2 separate regions of the Sus scrofa genome follow, and region 1 is linked to region 2. The links are chromatin contacts, called in public Hi-C maps. All regions are on one chromosome and are shown on one strand. The core of a region is the stretch at or near the end of the contact, and the rest is flanking DNA. Distances in the headings are between cores, read along the strand shown.

Region 1 (3,791 bases), core at 618-3,117, 580 kb after region 2:
ATTCATTAGAGTCTTTAACTTCATTAAAGCAAAGTCTTCTATTAATGTTATCAAGCATTGATGGGCTTCAAATTGGACATTCTAAGCAGGCAGGAAAACAACTTTCAAACCCTCTGATTCTGTATGAAGCATTTCTACACAAGGACTTACATTTCTGTGGTCTCGCCTGGTAAAATGTTTATTCCTTTATGCTCAGTCTCATTCATTTGATTCCTGGGTCTACGGGCCTGATAAGTTGTATAGAAGAATAATTTGTGTAGGAGGACAGTTGTGCTACTTATATTCAATCATTTAGGATTAGGAAAAATTTAAACCAATTAAGAATTCCCATCATCAGGAGTTTCTTAGAAGGAAATGACTTTTTAAGGCATATGGGAATTATCAAGAAAATCATTTTCCCTTGAGATGATGTGTTGAGTGTTGGGCAGAATAGCAAGAGGAAACGGTAATTCCCACACAAGGAAATAATTGCTATTTTCAAGGCTGGATAAAATGGGTATATTTCCCCCATGTACCTTTTCATTTTAAAAAGTAATGGAATTCGGGTACATCTTGATTATTTAGGATAATAAAGGATACATGAGGCCTGGATAGAAAAACCACAAATGGTGAGTAAAATAAGACAAACAGGGATTACTTTTTTCTGTTTATTAACACTCACACCAAGCTGTGTACTTGGTTACCATGGTCTCATGGTATCTCATGTCACAGGCTACACCATATAAAATCACAGAGGCCACCGACAGGCAGGAAGAGAGGCCTGGGCTTGTCGTCTGAGTAATACAAACAGCCCAGTGTGTCAGATGGTAGCCTGGGTGCACTGAGGCCTGATGTGCCCAGCTCAGGAGGGGCTGGTGACCACCTCATCTTTTCTCCTGCCTCTGCCTTCCCCCTAGTGGACAGCTGTGGGAAAGCGTCGTAGTTCCCCTGGGCATCTTTATGAAGGGCTGAGATCTGGCACCCCTGAGAGCTGTCCTCCCCAAGCCCTGTTCCCAGGCCCTCTTGGTCAGTTTTCTGGAGAACCAGGGCTCTGCCTGGTATGCGCTGAAATCTCCTTATGATAAGCACCATCATTTCCTGTGTCACTTCCTCCATTTTCATCTACCTCTGCCCACCTTGTCCCCAGGTGGCCAGCATCTTCCCTTGTGCAATCCCCAGGAGACCTGCCTATTCTAGAAAAGACAAATTATTCCTTTTTTCGGTCCTGCAAACTGTTGAGAACCGACACAATAATGTGCTGCTGAACTTGTCTTCACTGTAGGGGCCTCTTACGCCTCCTGTACATCCCTATAACCATTCATTTATTCATCAGATACCTACTAGGTACTGCACCCTGTGCCAGGCCCTGGAGACACAGAAGAAACTGGGCCAAGGTTCCTGCATGGAGGAGTGAACAGCACAGAGAAGTGACAGTTCCTCCATCAATTGCCATGTGATGACGTTCACACCACTAAAAAGACAACAGCGCTGTGCTGTGGGAACAAAGGGAGTGGAGGCAGAGGCTTTGGGGTTTGTTGTGGGTTCTTGTCACAGCAAGGTTAGCCCAACAACTGCTTTGTTCTAATGACTCAGAAAAATAAATGAGGCTGGCACAGGCCACCCTGACACCACACACCTCTAGAATACCCTGGCTGCGCTGCATATTTTCATCCCTGGCGAAGTCACAGTGTTCTGACTATCCCAGCCTGTGTGGATGCTGCTAAGAGGAGGCAGACATCACCATGAGCTCCCTTAGATGACGCACTGCTTGATGTTCCCACTGTGGCAGCCCTCGGCTCCTGCCAACACTCTGCTCTGCTTTGCTCACTTCAAGCCTCCCTTACTTTTGCTGAGGCCCTATTTTCCTCATCGCTGATTCACAGATATGGGAGACCTAGAAAGAAAAAAAAGGGTAATTATCTCAAATGACTCAGGAGCCCTCTTGGACCCTGTGATCTGTATATAGACTTGCATTGTAAAAGCTGAGGGTAATAATATTGTCATCTGTGTAGGAAAAGCTGGAAGAAAAACAGATCAACATTATGCTGAACTCCTAGCTCCTAGCAAAAATTAGTGTAGAGATGATGAATTCTCAGCCTGTGGCCTGACAGCTGAATATCTCATCGAGGGATGAAGGTGCCTGTAAAGAGTCCCAAAAGAGGAGGAGTTCCCGGGTTGAGGGCCGCATTGCTCATCTCTCTCTCTGCCCCCCCTTTCCCCCTCTCCCTCTCTCCTCTCTCTCTGATGCAATAAACGTTTATGGTATGAATGGCTGCCACCTCCGGTCCCGTCAGGCCCCCCGTGGAGGAAACCCAGTTTGAGAAATGAAACTAACTGGCCGGCCCTAGACCCCTAGAACATGATTTAAGATTCATGAACAAAGAGGAAATGACTTGTCTGCTACAAAACTGCTGAGAACGATGACAATCAAGGAAGGATGGGAATCACCTATAAGAGAGGAAAGGCGAATGGACTGTCGCTCCACTTCAGGCTAACGAGTTGGGGAGTGGGGCGGCGGGGGAGGTGAGACGGAGGACAAATCACCTCCTGGTCTTGGCTGGGGGAGGAGGCGCAGTAGCACTAGCGGGGTCCTCACAGCGACAGAGGCGGCCATTGCGCCCCCAGCGGAGAAGGGTGGAGCAGCAGAGAGTGCCTGTGATATGGGCTGTAGGACTGCGCTGGGCTGGCCAGACTTGTGGATCCCCTAAGAGGCACCCCCCTCAAGGTCTCTGATCCCACCACAGCCCTTCCCACCCTCTGGCAGAGGAGAGCTGGCGCGAGTCCCCGAGGAGGCAGAGCGTGTGTACTGGATGGGGTGGAAGAGGTGAGAAGACAGAGCCAAAAATCTTGGGAATTGACCTGAAATCCTTGGTTTTCCCTAAGGCTGTTGTGGCCTGGAGGAAGGGAAATTACATTATAACTATAAATATTGTGCACTCTGCACATTTTGTAATTAGTCTAAAGAAACTCCTGCAGCCTGTTTTAGGATTGTGTACATTCAAATTATCTTCCTGTGTCCTAGCTCTGGGTTCCATACAATCCTTATTCTTCCTGCATTTCTGTTTTTCTTCCATTTACCCTTAATAGCACCCATAATTCATTCGTTTTTCTCAGCAAATATTGATTGAATGCCCACTCTTTGCCAGGTCATACTAGGAACCAAGAATAAAATGTCAGCAAAACAGACATGGCTCCTGCCCTCATGCAACTTACACAATAGAAAAGGAGATGACCTTGATCAAATACCCATGCAAATTAACATGACATTGCAATGTGTGATGCCCTGAGTACATAACAAGGGGTTTGACTTAATATGGGATGTCCGGGAAATCTCCAAGGAATTGATGAGTCAAATGAAATCTGAAGAAATAGGATTAACTAGAGCAGGAGGGTCCTGTGCATCTCTGTAGAGAGATGGCACTTGTGTCTTCAAGATTGTGAAAGACATGAGTGTGACCAGAGTACAGACAGTGAGCGGGGCAGGATGCCTGGCAAGACTGGGCTCGAGACAGTCATGTACAGGGAGCCACTGCCACAGTGGGAACATCAAGCAGTGCGTCATCTAAGGGAGCTCATGGTGATGTCTGCCTCCTCTTAGCAGCATCCACACAGGCTGGGATAGTCAGAACACTGTGACTTCGCCAGGGATGAAAATATGCAGCGCAGCCAGGGTATTCTAGAGGTGTGTGGTGTCAGGGTGGCCTGTGCCAGCCTCATTTATTTTTCTGAGTCATTAGAACAAAGCAGTTGTTGGGCTAACCTTGCTGTGACAAGAACCCACAACAAACCCCAAAGCCTCTGCCTCCACTCCC
Region 2 (3,783 bases), core at 745-3,244:
AAAAAAAATAAACATGATTTATCAGTAAGTTTCCTTCACTCAAAATAAATAATTTCATTAAGTCCTTCCACAAAAAATCTATTTTTAAACACAGATGACCTATATTACCAAATGAAGAGTATCAACTAATGGGGTGGGGAGGGGGTGGTAACTAAAATGTTAGAATCTGAGTTTATTTGAGAAGAAACAACCAGGGCCACATCCAGACACTTGTTACTCAGTTTGCGTTATTCTTCTAGATTCACAAATTCTTATGTTAAAGTCACAGTTTCCTCAGTCCCCATCTCGATGTAGCAAAGCATTAGAAAAACAGCAGATGTTTTACAGATTTATTAAAGTGAAAGTACATTTTCGGAGACAGAGAGACAGAGAGAGAACTCACATGCACACCTGTTAAAAGAGCGCCCGACTCATTTTACAATTGTTCTTATACCCACCCATCCCTCCACCCCCACCTCCCACCCCCCACCCCCGACCCGCAAGGTGGACCTGAGTGTAGACCCAATTTCTCTTGCTCTAGTCCCCTATGGCTGTGCAGAGTGTGTTAGGGCTGAGTGTTATTTTATCTCTGTGTGGGGCATATTTGATCTGATTGGTGTCAGGGCAGGATACCTTATTTGCATGGGAAACAGGTTATATAGAGGTGGGATGAGAAATGGGCAATATTTCTGCCCTACCAGGCTGTTCAAGGTGGAGGAAGGGAATGGCCAGAGGGCCAGAGGTTTTCAGGTTTAATCTCCTTGAAGGGGACTTGAAGCCTGTAACAGTTCTATACACATTATCTCATGTCAGACTTTGAAAGATCAATATAGCCTCACTTTACAGATGGGGAGTTGGGATACTTAGAGAAACAAGTTGACTTACAGCTTTTATAGAGACCAGTTATGGGTCAAGGGTCCAGGGAGCGAGAGAGAGAACTGCCTGTGGCCTGGAGGTTAAATATTGATGATGATTCAACCTAGAAAGGAGTGCACAGGAATATTTTAAACAAATTTTCCCATAGTTTAGATAATGTTTCTCAAACACTACGATTTGAGAGCTAATGTAAATAATATAAAGGCCCAGGCTCACTGCAGTAGGCCAGGAGCTGGACCTCTGCATTTTTTCAAATTTCTTAGGTGATTCTAATTCCTACTAAAGTGTGTATGTGTACATATGCATGCATGCATGTCACAGGGACCGTTTGCATATGCACTAAAGCAAATAATTAAAGGTTAAAGTATAACATAAAGCATTTAGATTAGACAAAAGAACAGAAGAGGAAGTATGGGAGGAAATTGATACTCACTGACACGGCTTACTTGGGGATGGTATAAAGCAGTGTTTCTCAAACTTTAGTCTGCATCAGAATTGCTTGGAGAACTGCTTAAAATAGACTGTTGGGCACCACCCACATCCAGAACTTGTAATTCAGTAGATCTGAGGTAAGGCCCTAGGATTTGCATTTCTAACAAGTTTCCAGGAGTTCCCTTCGTGGCTCAATGGTAGTAACAAACCTGACTCCTATCCATGAGGACTCAGGTTCGATCTCTTGGCTCACTCAGTGGGTTAAGGATCCAGCATTGCCACAAGCTCCGGGATAGGTCACAGATGAAGACTGGATCCCCATCTCAGACCCCATGTAGGCTAGCAGCCACAGCTCCTATTTGACCCCTAGCCTGGGAACTTCCACATGCCACAGGTGCAGGCCTAAAAAAAAAAAAAAAAAAAAAAAAAAGTTCCCAGAAGCTGCTGCTAGTGATGGTGGCCACACTTCAGTACCCATGATGTAGACAAAACCCTGGCTACACACCGGAATCATCTCAGATTAGTTTTTAAAATATTGATGCCTGGCCTCATCCCCAGAGAGTCAGATGCAACAGAACTTCCATGGAGTCCAAACAGTGTAGTTTTCAAAGCTCCCTGAATGTTTTAATGTGCATCCAGCGTTGAGAACCATTAGTGCTAAGGCTTCCCTAAGGCTTCCTGGAAAAGTGAAAGAGTCTGGGCAAGGGGAGACACATTGTCCTGAGTTGCCAGATTTAATCAGTTTGTCTGCATGTCCTTTCCCAGAGGTAGGTGAATGCAGTGCACTAAATGATTTTCCTAATGACCTTTCCCCCATTCAGAATTGATGTTCTGACTAGGATGTTTTTAAAATGCATTTCTGGGGAGTTCCCTGGTGGCTCAGTGGATGGTGGATCTAGCATTGCCACTACTTTGGCTCGAGTCTCTGCTGTGGTGAGGGTTTGATCCCTGATCTGGGAATTTCCACATGCTGCAAGCATGGAGAGAAAGAGAGAGGGAATGAGGGAGGAAAAGGGAGAGGAGCATTTCTGTGATCTAAAAGTAAAGCAAGCATTTAGACTTTTAATTTTTTTTCTTAACAATGCTGCCCCCTAGTGTCCTTTAGTAGAATCTTGTTTAAAAACCCACCTCAGCCATCAGTACAGTAATTTCCTATTAGCTAAACAACGTGGATGATTTTTCTCTGACATTAAAAAAGGAGGGGGAGGAGGGGAGAAGAAATTTAATAGCATCAAATTAAACTTTGTTATGACAACATGAATCGCCAGCTGTGGCTCTCAGTTCTCTGCATTCCTCCTTGTATTCTGTGCTGCAGCTTCCTCTCTGGATATGGACTCCTTTAGTCCTTTCTGCATTCCATCAGCCCTTCCCTGCAAAGTCAGTGGCCAGACAAATCAGGCAACAAAAAAGTACCATCACCTAAAGTTCCCAGGGCTTTGGGGTGTCTTGCATAGGCCCTTCCATGCTCAGAATTGTTCTCACTTTTTCCTCACTTCTTACCTCTTTTCAACTAATTGATAGTTTATAGAGAATAGATTTCATCAAATGGGGGCTCCCCTGTCTTCCTGTGATGACTTCTCCAAACCTCCTGGGTACCTACCATCTTGCTGGAAGTGTCCTTCTCACCCACAGGAGTGTGGTCCTCCTCCACCTCACGCTGCCATTTTCTCGCACCCCCAAGCTTCCATCCTCAATAACTCCCCTATCTAAATCACTGCCAATGGCATACAGGGTTACTCTTACATCTTTCAGCTTTAAAATAAACCTCTCCTTTGACCCTAAATACCCCTTTAGCTACTGCCCTCTTTCTCTGCTCCCATTTCCTAACTTGAGTCCAATCTGGGTGTCTCTAATACCTTTCCTTCCCCACACCCATGATTCCATCTGCTCCAGCCTAGCCTTGGTCCTGTCACACCACAGACACTGACACAGCCCTTTTCATGACCTGCTATGACCTCCCTATCGGAAGGCCAAATCCAGTGGATACTGTTTTGTGCCTTTCTGCCTTGGACGCTCGTGGCATTCCAGCCTGTGGGCACAGCTCCTTTTCCAAGCACTCTCTGTTCTTGATTCTGAACCATCCCCCTTCTGGCTTCCTGCCTGCCCCCTTGGCTGCCTATGACCCAAGAGCCCTGATGTGTCCTCTCTCTGACCCTGCACTGGCTCTTAGAACCTCTTCTCTTTTCTCTGCACAAACTTCCCTTACATAGTTTCATCCACTTGCATGGATTTAAATACAGTTAATAGACTGATAATTAACAGACTGCTTCCAGCCCAAGTTGCTTATTGTGTCATTATCCAGTTTTCTCCATTGGACATGTCCCTTTGGTCTCTCTCAGGCATCTCCATTTTTGGCATGTCCAAAGAGGGACCCTGGTTCTTTCTCCCAAACCTGTTCCTCCCTCAGTCTCTTGCATCTCAGTGAATGGCCAGTTATCTAGAAGATGCCTGATTCCTTCCTTTCCTCACTTGCCACTTTCACTCCATCTGCAAGTC

What was found. Hi-C and Micro-C count contacts between places; a contact is called where the count stands out from the background.
Region 1: a contact with region 2 is called in a Hi-C map of retroperitoneal adipose tissue, with 1.6 times the contacts expected there. The contact joins two enhancer-like sites. A contact is called at or near these places in 4 of 47 Hi-C or Micro-C datasets (embryonic fibroblasts, liver, retroperitoneal adipose tissue and 1 more) and 2 of 2 datasets of contacts at active chromatin or transcription factors (alveolar macrophages and skeletal muscle).

What each region holds. Positions count from the first base shown.
Region 1 is chr13:96,920,219-96,924,009 of Sscrofa11.1, forward strand. It overlaps LOC106505729 (a long non-coding RNA gene), which reads left to right. Exons shown (of 3, transcript XR_002337734.1): 3 at 1-1,135. Among named protein-coding and RNA genes, the nearest start is that of CCNL1, 82 kb to the right of the region's middle. Within about 2 kb of position 1,868, at least 52 of the 83 cell types and tissues checked have an H3K27ac peak or open chromatin away from gene starts, as enhancers often do. A contact at or near this core is called in retroperitoneal adipose tissue, where this site is marked.
Region 2 is chr13:96,343,082-96,346,864 of Sscrofa11.1, forward strand. The region is part of intron 9 of KCNAB1 (potassium voltage-gated channel, shaker-related subfamily, beta member 1); the gene reads left to right. It overlaps LOC102161293 (a long non-coding RNA gene), which reads right to left. Exons shown (of 2, transcript XR_307003.3): 2 at 313-2,657. Among named protein-coding and RNA genes, the nearest start is that of SSR3, 45 kb to the right of the region's middle. Within about 2 kb of position 1,995, at least 4 of the 83 cell types and tissues checked have an H3K27ac peak or open chromatin away from gene starts, as enhancers often do. A contact at or near this core is called in retroperitoneal adipose tissue, where this site is marked.